2 separate regions of the Sus scrofa genome follow, and region 1 is linked to region 2. The links are chromatin contacts, called in public Hi-C maps. All regions are on one chromosome and are shown on one strand. The core of a region is the stretch at or near the end of the contact, and the rest is flanking DNA. Distances in the headings are between cores, read along the strand shown.

Region 1 (6,779 bases), core at 2,082-4,581, 310 kb before region 2:
ACTGAACCCAAGCTACTGTCTCTTCTTGGGGTAGGCAGCAACAGGGGGCTGCACAGGGCTCCCCGCCCCCAGCTGCTGGGGGAGCCCTGGGGATGCTCACTGGGTGCTTCCGAGGACGCCCACGACGATTTCTGAAGAAAGTGACACAAAAACTAGGGTCACTGGAAACCTGCAGAAACTTAGAACTTTCCCCTGGGTAATCAAAGTGAACCTATATGGATTCACTAGAATCTGCCGAGCAGAACCAACCCAGGTCTTGCGATCCCAAGGTCCACCTCTGGTCTCTATCCCCCGGGCAGAGCCGCCTCCCAGTCTAGGGCTCTAAAAAGGAGTTAAAAGGCAGTGAAATGATGAGATGGAGTTCTCTCCACTTACCCACTGGGTGTCGGTGGGGTTTTCTCTACACGGAGCAGTTTCTTCCTGGGCTCTATAAGCACGGGTGGGAGGCTCTCGGGAGCCTCTCTCTCATCGTCCAGTTCTGCCAACACGCGGTGAGCGGATTTCCTCCGGTTTCTTGGGGGTGGGGCCGAAGGGGTGGTCCTCACTTCCCCAGGAGTCGTGGAAACGGGTGGATTCTGCGGCCCACTCCCACTCCGAGAGAATGTGAGCGGCTGCAAGTGGAGCTTGCTGAGGCTGCCGATGGAGTTGAGGATCAGGGTGGCTTTGGGGGTGGGGGAGAGGGTGCTGAGGGGGCGCTGGGGGGCCCCTTGGGAGGGCAGCATAGGCCGGAAACCAGCTCTGGTTTCTCCCTCTTCTCCCCTGGACCGTGGGATGGTGATGGCAGCAAAATCTTGAGGTTTGACTCGGACTTGCTGAAACATGTAGAACTCTGAGGGGCTGGTTCCTGGGGGCCCTTCAGGGCCAAAGGTCAGAAGGTCACCATCACTCAACTCCAGCCTGTGACCCCTTGGGAGTCGGACATTATTGACCAAAGTCCCTGTTGGTGGTGGGACACCAGACAGAACGACAGAAACAAATGGTGGGTCAGAAGTGGAGAGATCTGGTCCTGTTTGATTTTCTGGGGAACACGAGGAAGAACATTGCATCTGTTATCCAGTTCTCATGTTCTAAGTCCCTTCGCAGGTAACACCAGATAGCAAGCTCTTTGTGAACTGGGAACAAATTTTTGTTTCTTATGCCCTCCCACTGGAGGCATGGAGGGAAAAAGCTCCTTCCCTCAATCTACTGAGGTCTGATTCTCAGAGATGCTCACTCACCCAGCTCCGCCTCAACACCTATCCGCATAGTTCAGATTGTCTAGGTTCAAATCCAAGCTCCACTACTTAACCAGCCATGTGGCCCTGGACAACTTTTGTGCCTCATTTTCCTTGTCTGGAAAGTGGGGATATTTGTGCTCACCTACATTTAGTGCATTTAGGACAGTTCTGGCTTGTAACAGTAAGCACTAGGTGCATCTTGGCCACTAGTTATCCAATCCTCACAACATTCCCAACCAAAACAGACCTAAGAAAGGCTTATAGTTTACCTAGGAGGAAACTAATACCTAGAAAGGTGAAGTGACAGGCCTGAGGGACGCTGCCGGGGGTCAGTGGCACCACTCAGATGTGAACCCAGGCCTTCTGAGACTGTAATTGCCTCCGAGTCAAAGGAGTAAGACATAGGTTCAGATCATTAAAACAATTCAACATGTAACTGCCCTAAGCCAAGAACAAGGTGCCAACTTGGGAACAAGTCTGGAAACTTGGTCAAGTCTGAGCTTGGCCCCAGGACAACCCACTGCGATACTTCTCTGATGATGCTCCCGCCCCTGAATGAGCTAAACAAGGTCAGCTCCACAAAGAGCTTCTGACACTGCACATTTCTGGTGGGAGGACAGGTCTGGGTGATAACCATCCAGCCAGCCCAAAGGGGAGATTGGGTGGAAGGCAGGCAATGGTCCCTGTGGAGACTTTGCAGCCCAGAACTGCCATTGCCCAGGCATAAGGCTGCTCTGCTCACTCCTCACCTTGGCTGCTATGGTCCTCCAGGCTGACCCTCCAGTCATCACCCCGGCGCTCAGCGTGCAGCTCCGCGTGGACTTCCGAGATGAAGCCGGGCTCCTGCTGGGGCCGCAGGGCCACATCACACAGGTCGGCCCTGCAGCCCAAGCGGTAGGTGCAGCCAGCCCCACTTGGGGGGTGGAAGGTGTAAAGGTCGACACCCCTGCCGCCCCCTATGCGCAGCAGCTGGAAGCAGGGCAGCATGGGCGGTGCCCCCTCTGCACCACCTCTTCCACTTCAGGAATCCATCACTTCCCAATCCTGGGCCATGCACAGCTGGCCTAAGTTCTCTTTCCCTCTGATGCAGAGTTGAACTGTGCTTTGTGCAATCTCAACCTTGGGCACGCTCCCCGAATAGTGTAAATTCAGAGTGCAAGGGCCTAGGATTCGATGCAAGATTGGCTGTCAACAGTTTTCCAACTGAAAAATTTCGTGAGGGTCCCAGTATAGTGCAAAGACGAAGATGTCCTATGGCACGAAGTTGAATCAGATCCTCAGGCTGCAGAATATTCCGGGAGCCTTCAAGTCTGTGCCAGGCAACAATACGTTAGGCAGCTTCTGGGGAATATGCGAATTGCAAGGGGGGAGGACTGGGGTCCTGCTTCTGTGTGATACTAACTTGTCACCTCAGTGTAATTTGGAGAAGTTTCCTGTCAATTCTGCTAATCCAAACAGAGTAACCCACCTGCTAGCCTGCGCCTCGCTCTTCTGGCCAACCCCTCACTCATAACTAGATAGCTTAAACCCCCGTGGGAAGTCTATCCACTGTCATCCCTCCAAAGGCAGTGCAAATGGGTCTCTATGTTCTCTAACAAAGCGGATCTAAACCCCTGCTTCCCGACTTCTCCAGGTGGGATTAAAGACAGGATAGGGCTTCCCGGGATCATGCGAGGGAAACCCAGCCTTTTCCCTCCCCGCCGCAATCCAGATTCTTATCTACCGCGAGGTGCAGTCTCGAAGCGGTCCCCTCTCCGGGCAGTGCCAGCCTGTGCGGCAGCTCAGGATCTCTCAGGCTCCGGCCAGGGCTGGTGCTCCAGCGGCTGTTTGACAGCGAGGAAGCCGGGGCCAGGAGGGGCGCCGTCTCCGCGCGCGGGCAGTACCGACCCCGCCTTCGGAATTCCCGGGTCTGAACTTCGCGCCGAGAGAGCCCGCCCCCCGTGCCGTTTCTGATTGGCCATCTCTTTTGCCCTCCTTCTCTCCATTGGGCGACGCGCTGGGAGGGTCTCCGATCTCCCGCCTTCCGCTTTTTCTGATTAGTTCACAAGTTTTCCCGGGTTCCCGGAGTTGGGAGGAGCCGCCAGGGCGCGGAGATGCCCTCAGTGCCATAATTGGGCCGGGCTTTAGACTACCGCGCCTGCGTACACCTCTTCCCCTCCTCCTCCCGGAAGGGTGAAGGGCTTTAGAGCGTCCCGCCAACCTGCCCGCTTTGCGCAGGCGCGGTCAGGGGCTGAGGCCGCGCTTCTGAGCTAGGGGTAGGGGGTGTGGTCAAAGGGCAGAGGGGTCGCTCGCGCTGGGTAAGGGGTATTCGGGAAGAGTCGGTTGGGGGCGGGAAGGGCCAAGAGGGGGTGCGGGGGTGGGTTCAGGGGTCCACAGGGTGGAGGGGTACAGGGTCCGGGTAAAAGGACAAATGAAGTGGTCAGAACAGCCCTAGAGCTCCTCGTCCAGCAGGGCGAAGGCTCAGGAGTATCTGCGGGAGAGGCGGGAGGGAGAGCAGGCAATTGAATTGAGAGATGAGCGTGGGGGACCAGAATAATTCCTTCTGGATCAAAGCAAATTAGGATGTAGGGAGGGGCATAGGAATCTCAGATTGGGGGGGGGAATAGATGGATTCGGGTGGGAGGGTGGGGAGATCTTGAAGAGCCGTCTCTTGTCTGGGGCTCTGGAGAGGCTGGTGGGAGACAGGAATGGAAACTGAGAGGACAGTAGAGAGAAACTGAGCAGGGAGTTGCTGGAAGGGTTTGGATGAGATGACTTTTCTGCCAAGGGGTCTAGGCTGCCTGGATTCCCTGGGGGCCCCATAGGTGTCCTGCTCTACATGTAGCCATGCTCATCTGGGGCCAGGCTTTGGATCAGCGCTTTGATAAGGAAGGACCCAGGAGTCATGGCTTGGTGGTGTCTGGATGGGCTTCCCCAAGGCCTTGCTGAGCCATGGAGAGAACTCCGGCGATTGGGCTCACAGCCCCTGCACCGCACACCTTCGTCATCTCCATCCAGGAACAGCAGAGACTGTAGAAACTTAAGGAGGAGGGTAAAGGCACTGCCCAGAATTCTACAAGTATGAACAAAACCTAAGAGCTTCCCAGCCTGTCTCAGTAAATTTGTTCCATCTCGTGGCTGTTGCCATAGTTCTGTTAGGAACCAGATTGAGACAAGCAAGTGATTTTCAGATATTTCCTGCTTCTTTTGGGAAGTAGGAAAAGAGGAGCTAAGAGTCGGCCATCCCTGGCTGTTATTTAAGGCTTTTGACTTTGCTGTTGTAGGGGCTCTCTCTTTGGAAGGGGGCTTGAAAATTGAATTGGAGTGTCCTTGTTTCTCCTATTGTCCAGGAGAACATAGATGACTGGACACAGAATCTAGAGACTTCAGATGATATGGAGATGTTTCGACGTTCAGGTCAGTGGGATCTTGCAAGGGAACTGGTGATTGTGTCCCCCTGGGAAACTGACCATCTTTGTCCTTACGATTCCTCAGGTTCCACCAGGCTGATACCCCCATCCCACTTCCAAGCTCGGCCCCATCCAACTCTGCCGAGAATGGCTCCCCCTTGGGTCTCAGACATTCCCTTGGTCCAGCCCCCGGCCCATCAAGATGTCTTAGAGAGGCTGTCAGACAACCAGAGACCTCAAGTGACCATGTGGGAAAAGGAAGTTTCTGGCAAAGGGCAGGAGCCAGGGTGGCGAGGCAGGTAGGGATCTCCTGTTGCTGTTTTCTCGGGCTTGCTTGCCACTGTCCCTTCTTCACTGAAATAGATTCCTTTACCCTATTTCAGCCCTTCATTCCATGATTTCTTCATTTGTACATAAGCAATTGTTGGTGCCTACAGTGCACAAATAATAATAAGATGATGTGCTTGATGCTAGGGACAGGGGTATCAAAACTGAAAAAGAAAAAAGAAAGATCCTGATATCATGGAATTTAAAATCCTAAGGGAAGGAGTTCTCTTGTGTCAAAAGGGTTAAGGATCCAGCCTTGTAAGTCCAGTGGCTCAGGTAGCTGCTATGGCACAGGTTCGCTCCCTGACCTGAAAACTTCCACATGTTGCAGGTGCAGCCAAAAAAGAAAGAAAAAAAATTCTAAGGGAGGAAATAGGTTGACCCACAGCCGATTGTATTAAGCGTAGAATAAGGTAAGATGCAGTACCTGCGGGGAGAACAGGCCATGTGCTGTGGTAGCGAGGATTCGTCCTGAGGGAGCTGTCCGTGCCATCTGTCAGTGTGTTACCTGTGAAAATTCTCATTCTTGATGTTTCATGGGTGTCTTCTCCCAAATGTATTGGAACGTCATCCTGCCATTTTGCTCAAGAGCAGGATTGCAGATGGGTCGACCTTGGATCCCATCAAAGAGAAAAGAGCATGATGACAAAAGGGGAGCACTGGAGTGAGAGTCAGACTCTTTGTGGCTAATGTGGCTACCAGCTGGGAGTCCTTTGGCCGTCACTTAATGACTCTAGGCTGCAGATCTTTGCTTCTTGAACAGCAACAAAAAAATGCTGTTCTGGGCCTCAGTGAGGAAGCTGTGTCAAGAGCCATGGGATAAGCTGGTTTAAACTTTATGCGACACCAGTAGACTGGTTGAGACTATGTAATTTATTGGAAGTGCTACCCTCTCAGACATCTCATGAGTACCTAACACTCAACTGATTTTTTTTTTTTTTTTTTTGACTGCCCTGAGGCATAGTGAGTTCCCGGGCCAGGAACTCAGATCTGAGCCACAGATGCAGCAATGCCAGATCCTTAACCCACTATGCTGGGCCAGGGATTGAACCTGCATCCCAGTGCTCCAGAGATGCAGCCAATCTATTGTTCCCCAGCAGGAACTCAATATATGACTTTCCCCTAGCGTCTGGCCCTGCCATATTGACACTGGAAGTTGTGACCTCTCTTTGCACCTTCCTCAAACTTTTCCTCACCCTTAAATCAGAATTCAGAAGTCAGAGTTCCCATCATGGCTCAGTAGTTAACGAACCTGACTAGTATCTATGAGGACGCAGGTTCTATCCCTGGCCTCGCTCAATGGGTTAAGGATCCGGCGTTGCTGTGAGCTGTGGTGTAGGCCAGCAACTACAGCTCTGATTTGACCCCTAGCCTAGGAACCTCCATATGCCACAGGTGTGGCCCTATAAAGACAAAAGACCAAAAAAAGAATTCAGAAGTCTCTGAATGTCCTTCCAACTTCTCCAGTTCAGAATATGCAGCCTAATAATATGCACATCTGATGTTTAACACATCTGCTGTATATTGACCTTGAGATAGAGCATGTTCCAGGAACTCAGCTAGCTTTTAGGTCCTGTGGGCCCAGATGTGCGTAGTAGGGCCATGAATGATGATGGTGATGGAAATGCGGAGAGCGCTACAGCCCAGCTTCATCCCCTGCCGTCCCCCCTCTCTGGAGCAGAGGAATCGTCTCCTCTTCCGGTCTCCATTTGTGCCTTGGCCACCCTGCTGGCACCAGAGACAGGTCTCACCTGTGCTAACCTGTCTTTGAAGGTCCGTGGAGCTGGCGGGGTCGCAGGCCCTGAGCCAGCAGGCTGAGCTGATTTCTCGGCAGCTGCAAGAGCTG
Region 2 (6,816 bases), core at 482-2,981:
CGGAGATGCGGTCCAGCTGCAGGTCGCTGTCCCCATGATAGGTGCCGGTGGGGTCGATGCCATGTTCATCACTGATCACCTCCCAGAACTGCCGGGCGAGAGCAATGGGTCCTCAACAGCTCAGGATCCAGTCCCTTACAATCTCCGCCCCCCCCATTTACATTCCCGACACTCCCGTAGTGGGCTCTCCCCTAGGGTCCAGCATTCCTTCCGCCTGCCACACCCTTCCCCGAGACAGTGGCACCCCCGGGAAGGGTGCAGCTTTCACTGATTGTGAGATGTGTGGCTGGAAGGGCCCGGCGATCGCGGGCGCCAGGGTTAGTAGATGGAGGCAATCAACCAGCTCCGGAAAGCGCAACCTCTCCCCGCCCCTCACACTGGGCACAAAGAGCCCGGGGCGGGAGCCAATGCAGAAGGCGACCACCCCCGCCCTGCACGTGACGGCAGCGCACGCGCAGGTTAAGCCGCCGACAAAGGGAGGCGCAGCGCTTGGGCGGGGGCGAACCGCAAATCCTGAGCGCTAGGGGCGGGGCTTGGGCGGGACTAGTGCGCCCCCCGCCGGCCAGCCAGGCTGTATTGTCCCCGCGCGCTAGGGGCGCCCGGGTCCCGCCCTTCTGCTACAACGTTGCAGCCGCACTTCCTCCCCGCCCCTCCCCCGCTACACTGTAACCGCGCGCAAAGAGGAAAAAACCCCTCCCCCTCTTGGCCTCGGAATTTTATTTCTACCCTTTTTTTCTCCTTTGCTTTGAGGATTTTCTTTTGTCCTACTCTTTAGTTCTAAGGGACCCTTTAAAGAAAGGACACCGTCTTTCCCATTTTTCTGTTCACGCCCTAAAAGGGTCTCCGTTAGGGTAAATGAAAGGAACTAAAGTTAATCCAGCACGTATTAGCCTTCCAGCACGAAAAATTGAGCGATCACCCCTTGGGGATTGCAGGCGCGCGGAGACCCCTGAGCTTTTGCAAAGGATATCGAGTACTGCAGCCCACTCTGGTGCATCGCGTTCCCCCACCTCTGGATCCGACCTATCTGCGGCTGCCCGCCAGCCTCGCCCCTTCCCCCTTCAGCTTAGCCCTACAAAGCCCCGCCAAGGGGAATGCACATGGGGAAAACCTCGCCTCGCTTTGTCTCCGGCCGTTTCCGCATCTCCCTCGAGCTCCCCAAGTCCTCGGACCGTTAGGAGATCCCCTTTTAAGTAAAATTTTACAGAAGCTCGGTTTTCCCGCCTCCTAAACCTACAGGGTGCTTTTAACAGCTTCCCCAAAATGAACCCGCCGAGTAAAGAATTCCCCATTTTTCAAAAGCAGACCCTAACTACAAACGCGTATTTTATACATATAAAACTTTTGGGGGGCAAGGCTTGACTACGGATGGAGAATGCAAATGTTCCACAACCATTCTTTTTAATTTACCTGGGTTTTTTTTTCTTTCTCACTAAGAAATATAGTTTAAAGAGGTTAAACAAAAAAATCTTACCTTGGCACCGATCTGGTTGCCACACTGACCGGCCTGGATATGCACGATTTCCCTCATTGTTAAAATTTATTCTAATCTTTTTGCTCGCCTCAAGGTGTGTACGGGGCAAGAAAATGATAAGTAATTTTGTTTTTCTCTGCTCCCGGTCGCAGGCTGGAAGGATGGGACGGGCCCCGGAGGCTGGAGCAGCGAGGTCCGAACACGGCGGCAGGAAGGTTCTGAGAGGGAGAAAGGAGAGGGGAGGGCGCGGGAGGAAAGGCGGGCAGGGCGGGGCGCGCGTGCGCGGGGGCCGGGAGGCGGGAGAACTCGCCCCGCGCCACCGTGAGGAGACAAAGCCTCTTAGAGTCTGGTCCTGATTAGTTCGTGCCTGTCATGTATCAGACGTCCATTGGTCCCTGCTCAGGTGGACGAGCGCAGTCCTCCCTGGGAGTTGTAGTCCTCTATTGTTGTCCACGCTGCAATATGAAAGGACGAATGGGTGGGTACTGGGTTTGGGGGTTTGGTTTGGTTTGGTTTTTGTGAAAAGTAACCTTGCGCAAGGGTTTTTTCCCGCTATGCCTGACTTTTTTGGAACAAAAAGAGAGTAGTTTTCGGGGATACAGGAATTGGGAACCCTGGGGTGCCAGACATTGGGAGGTGGAGGGGCACGCCCTGAAAGCTCCACGCTGCAGTAGCTCTTGGGAACACTGGACTGCTTAGCTCAGCGAAAACTGGGGAGAAATGCGGCACCCTGCACTACTATCTAACAGCTGGTCCTTCGGTGACCTAAAGCATGAACTCCACTAAGCCGCTCCTTCTCCAGATACTTCAGGAAGAAGGAAGGGATTGTCCTCTTGCTATTTCCTTGGGAGTTTTTTAATGATGATATTGAAAGAGAAACAAAATTGTATCAAGGGCCTTGCGGGATAGAGGAGTAATTGTGTAGAGGATGTGTTCAAGAATAAGTTGGTTTAGAGAAACGGATATGCCAGAACTCTCCGTCCATGGTGGGGGGTGAGAGAGATCTGGGCCTTCGAGCAGCGTTTAACCCTTTGCCTTCTTGTGAAGCCGAAAACTGTGGGGTGAGATCCTTGATAGAATTTCATTGTCTTCCAGCCTACCTCCCTAGACACTTCGAAGTCGCTGTTTTTTTCACTTCATTGATTTCACTGACTGGGAGGCTGACCATTTGAAACCTTCCAGGATCTTCAGAATTGAAATAAAAGGAGCGGGGGGGCGGGGGTCATGGGGAAAAAAACTGGATGTGCTCAAGTCTGAGTGGTATTCTTCTCAGTGGTATTCTTCAATTCTTCACTTGATAGATACTAAGTGTCCACCAAATCAGGAACTAGGGATACAAAAATGATTAAAAATTAGCTCCTTGTCTTCCAGGATCTTGCAATTTGGTGAAAAGTGTATGAACAATAGAGTGCAGTAAGCACTGTAATAAAGGACTTGTGATATCAAGATCATCACTGTTAATTCACATTGGATTCAACACAAATTTCTCAGGCATCTTCTAAATAAAAGAACATCAAGTTGTGTAAGACCCCCTCCACTCACTTAAAATAGAATGTTTATGTTTTAGGGCAGCGAGAAAGTTAAGAATTTACAATTGGAAAACTTGTTTCAATTTGTCTCCACCTTTTAAATATTAGCTGTGGGAACCTAAACAAGTTATTTAACTTTGCACAGCTCCAGTTCTCTCTGAAAACCAAAAGCCTGTTTGACTGTTGTAGTCAGAATGAAGCGAGATAATGAATGCAAAAGGTCTTCCTAAGTTATTCATGTCACATTTACAATTCTTTTCTTAGTACGAAATTTAATGAAATAAATGACTTTATCATCCTTCGACCCTTCAAAGACCTCGGTCAGCCTTTAAGATGGTTAACAAAACTAGGGATCTTTACTTTAGGAAAATGACCTCAAAATGTCCATCAGAAATGTATTCTCACGGGAGGAAATTATATGACTTCTAGACGAGCTAAATCAAAAGGAAAGGAACTTCCATTGCAATGAGTCCTCAAGCGCCACGCCTACGGTCTATTCGCCAAGCTGCAGCCTTCAGCCACGACTTCAACCCGCAACCCATTTTCATTTCTCATGAGTCAGCGGACACCATATCTGGGAGGACCGAGGAAGGTCGCTCTGGCCGCACTAGATGTACGGGATGACGACTATGGTAAGCCCCTCTATCCGCCGCTGGCAGCCAGACTCTGTGGTCGCAATTTGGAGATCAGCGCGGGAAGTGGGCGGTGGGTGGTGAAGCGGTAGTGGGTCGTTCCTTAGAGCTGCCCAATCGAGGTGCGCTATTCTGTGCGCCTTTGGCGGCCTCGGATTACCGCGTCGCCCAACCGATCTCAGTCTCTCTGGAGAAGCCGCCCCTTTGAGCTATAAGGGGGCGGGGACGGGGCGGGGCCTTGGGTGTCCCTCCGCGTTGGCTGCCGCGTCTGTCGGCGTGCTGCAGAATGTGAAAGACAGCGGCAGGAGCCAATCGGCGAATCGGCCCCCTCTCCGCCCGGGCCCTCGCGCCACCCGGGTCGCGGCCGTTACTGGTGGCGCGCGCGGGGACTCAAACTAGGTGAGTTCTGGGGGGCCTTGCCCACGGCTCCTCGGGTGCCATCTTGGTTCTCCCGGAGGGCGGGAGGGGCGTGCCTTGTGTACGACTGGGCGGAGGCTACTTGGAAATTTACTCCTCGGATTATAATACTTATTCTTACTTGACGCCCCTCCCTGAATTTAGGTATGATGAGACAGGGAGACGTTGGGCTAGGAGGGGACCTTGGGATGGCGATCAAAGATGGTGGCCCATTGGTTTGGATCCGAGGGTCATGGACGCCAGCTGGGTTCGCCACTCATAAGAACGAAGTTAACACTATTAGCCTGGAAGGGTCCTGCTTTCCCTGTCAACGGTTTCCTTTTAAGCGTAACATCTTTCTAATTGAATTCCATCCACACAATTCTGAGTTTTTATTTCATGTGTTCTTTCATCAGGAGGGCAGGATTAATTTTACATTTGTTTCATTATTGAATCCCAAATACTTCTAGCGGCACCAGGTGTGCAGTAACTACTGCTGAATGAATATGATGGACCCTTAGGGAAAAGACACAGTTCTTGAAGAGGGGGTGGTGTTAGGCAGAAATGGAAAGTAATGGTTACACTATGGTAGGAACTATTAGGATAAGTACAAGTCCACAGACCACCGTGAAACCGTTTACATGGGGAACACCAGAAAGCTGAGAAGACTCCAAGCAGGGCTTTGCTGAGGAAGTGACTTTTGAACTGAATGGTAGGATGGATAGGAGTTGGACCAGAAAACTAGGAGCAAGGCTAACAAAGGTGCTGGCTAAAGCCTGCAGATGTGAGGGACAATAGGGACAATGTGTTCAGCCATTGATTGGAGCAAAGGTCCATGTAGCTGAACCATAGGTTTGGGCAAGGTGGGGGTGGGGCATGCATTTCAGGATATGAGGTTCTAATGGAGGAGGGTCTCGATAAGGAGTTTAGATTTTATTTTATCCTGTGGGCATGGGAAGCCATCAAAGAATATTAAACAGAGGTGAGACATTATCTAGATAATCTTGCACAAATTCCTTAATCCATTTGTATTACAGTTTCTTATCTGAGAAATAGAAAATAATATTTACAGGGTTCTTGTGATGATTAAAAAAGTCAGTATAAAGTAGAACAATGCTTGACATCTAGCAAGCTTCTGTATCTAAAGGGTATTATGATTCTTTGCAGTTTAGTCAGATCACAACAAGACCATCTAGTAACGTATAAAAAGCATGGGCTTTGCAGCCAGAAGCACTTCATTCCTACCCTTTTCACTTACCTGCTATGTTATCCTGAGCAAATGATTTAATTATTTTTAGCCTTAGTTTCCTAAACACCTGCCTCATGGCTACCAAGCCTGATACATACTTGATGATTGGCAAAAGTTAGTTCCCTTTAAAATGACGTTTTTCTTTTTTAGGGCCACACCTGCAGCATATGGAAGTTTCCCGCCTAGGGGCTGATTTGGAGCTGCAGCTGCTGGCCTACGCCACAGCCACAGCAACGCCAGATCCGAGCCTCGTGTGCAACCTACACCAAGCTTGTGGAAACACCAGATCCTTAACCCACTGAGCGAGGCCAGGGATTGAACCCACATCCTCATGGATACTAGTCAGGTTTGTAACCCGCTGAGCCAAAAAAAGAACCCCAAAGTGGTGTATTTCAAACTAGGTTGCAGCCCAGCAGTGGATAATGAAGTCAATTTAGTGGATTGCAAATCAGCATTTAAAAAAAATAAGAGAAAAAAAATAGAGGGAAAATTATCAGTATGTTGTATTTCTTAAGGCTTAGCATTGTTTCTCAAAACCTTTGTAAATAAGCAAGTGTTTATGTATATATTTGTGTACTTGGTGCCCTATAATATTTATTTCTTATTCTGTGTCATGGTCAAAGATACCTGATTCAGAAGGATAACAGCAGAATGCTTGGCAGGAAGGGAAGCATCAGCATCCATAACTTCCAGGTTTATCCCAGTTAGCAATCTTCTCTCTGAGGCTGCATGTGTGAACCATTGATTGACAGAGGTGATAATAATGTGTTTTTTCCTCAGATCATGGAGGACACCCAGGTTATTAACTGGGAGGCTGAAGAAGAGGAGGTTGAAGAGGGACCCAGTGAACCTTTGGGGTGTAACTTGCAGCCCGTAGGGCAACTGCGTATCTTCAGTAGTTCCTATGGACCAGAAAAAGGTATTCGGTGCTAAAGTACTGATAGTGGCCTCTTCTGTGGGGAGGGAGGTGGAGGGTTGCAAGCTTCTATATGTGTCAAGATCTGAAAAAATGTTTTACTGGGAATGGAGAAGGAAGGATTGATTGAATTGATTGCTCTCGGCAAGTGCCCTGGACTCCATGGGGGTGATTTTACTTTGGTGGGAGAAGATAAAGGGGTTTAAGTGAAAACCCGGTGAGTCTTGAAATGGATAGTGACGAGGTTTTGCACAACAGTGTGAATATACTTAATGTCACTAAACTGTACACTTAAAAATGGCTAAATGGCAAATTTTATGTATATTTTACCACAATAAAAAATAAGCCAGGAGGAGTTCCCATTGTGGTGCAGTGGTTAACGAATCCGACTAGGAACCATGAGGTTGCGGGTTCGATCCCTGCCCTTGCTCAGTGGATTAGGGTTCCGATGTTGCTGTGAGCTGTGGTGTAGGTCCAGACACCGCTTGGGTTCTGCATGGCTGTGGCCGGCAGCTGTAGTTCCGATTTGACCCCTAGCTTGGGAACCTCCATATGCCGTGGGTGCGATCCTTAAAAAAAAAAAAAAAAAGATCCTGACTGTCGTGGTTTGGCGTCACTGC

The links. A called contact is a pair of places that touch in the nucleus more often than the background predicts.
Region 1: a Hi-C map of liver shows a contact between it and region 2, with 4 times the contacts expected there. The contact joins the promoter of CCHCR1 here to the promoter of TUBB in region 2. A contact is called at or near these places in 2 of 47 Hi-C or Micro-C datasets (liver and retroperitoneal adipose tissue).

What each region holds. Positions count from the first base shown.
Region 1 is chr7:23,554,702-23,561,480 of Sscrofa11.1, reverse strand. It overlaps CCHCR1 (coiled-coil alpha-helical rod protein 1), which reads left to right and starts at 3,331. Exons shown (of 18, transcript XM_021098445.1): 1 at 3,331-3,472; 2 at 4,547-4,613; 3 at 4,692-4,905; 4 at 6,707-6,779. The coding sequence starts at 4,592. It overlaps TCF19 (transcription factor 19), which reads right to left and starts at 2,204. Exons shown (of 3, transcript NM_001167591.1): 1 at 1,967-2,204; 2 at 376-937; 3 at 1-131. The coding sequence starts at 2,204.
Region 2 is chr7:23,242,742-23,249,557 of Sscrofa11.1, reverse strand. TUBB (tubulin beta class I) reads right to left here and starts at 1,731. Exons shown (of 4, transcript NM_001044612.1): 1 at 1,475-1,731; 2 at 1-88. The coding sequence starts at 1,531. MDC1 (mediator of DNA damage checkpoint 1) reads left to right here and starts at 6,064. Exons shown (of 14, transcript NM_001123138.1): 1 at 6,064-6,199. The coding sequence starts at 6,064.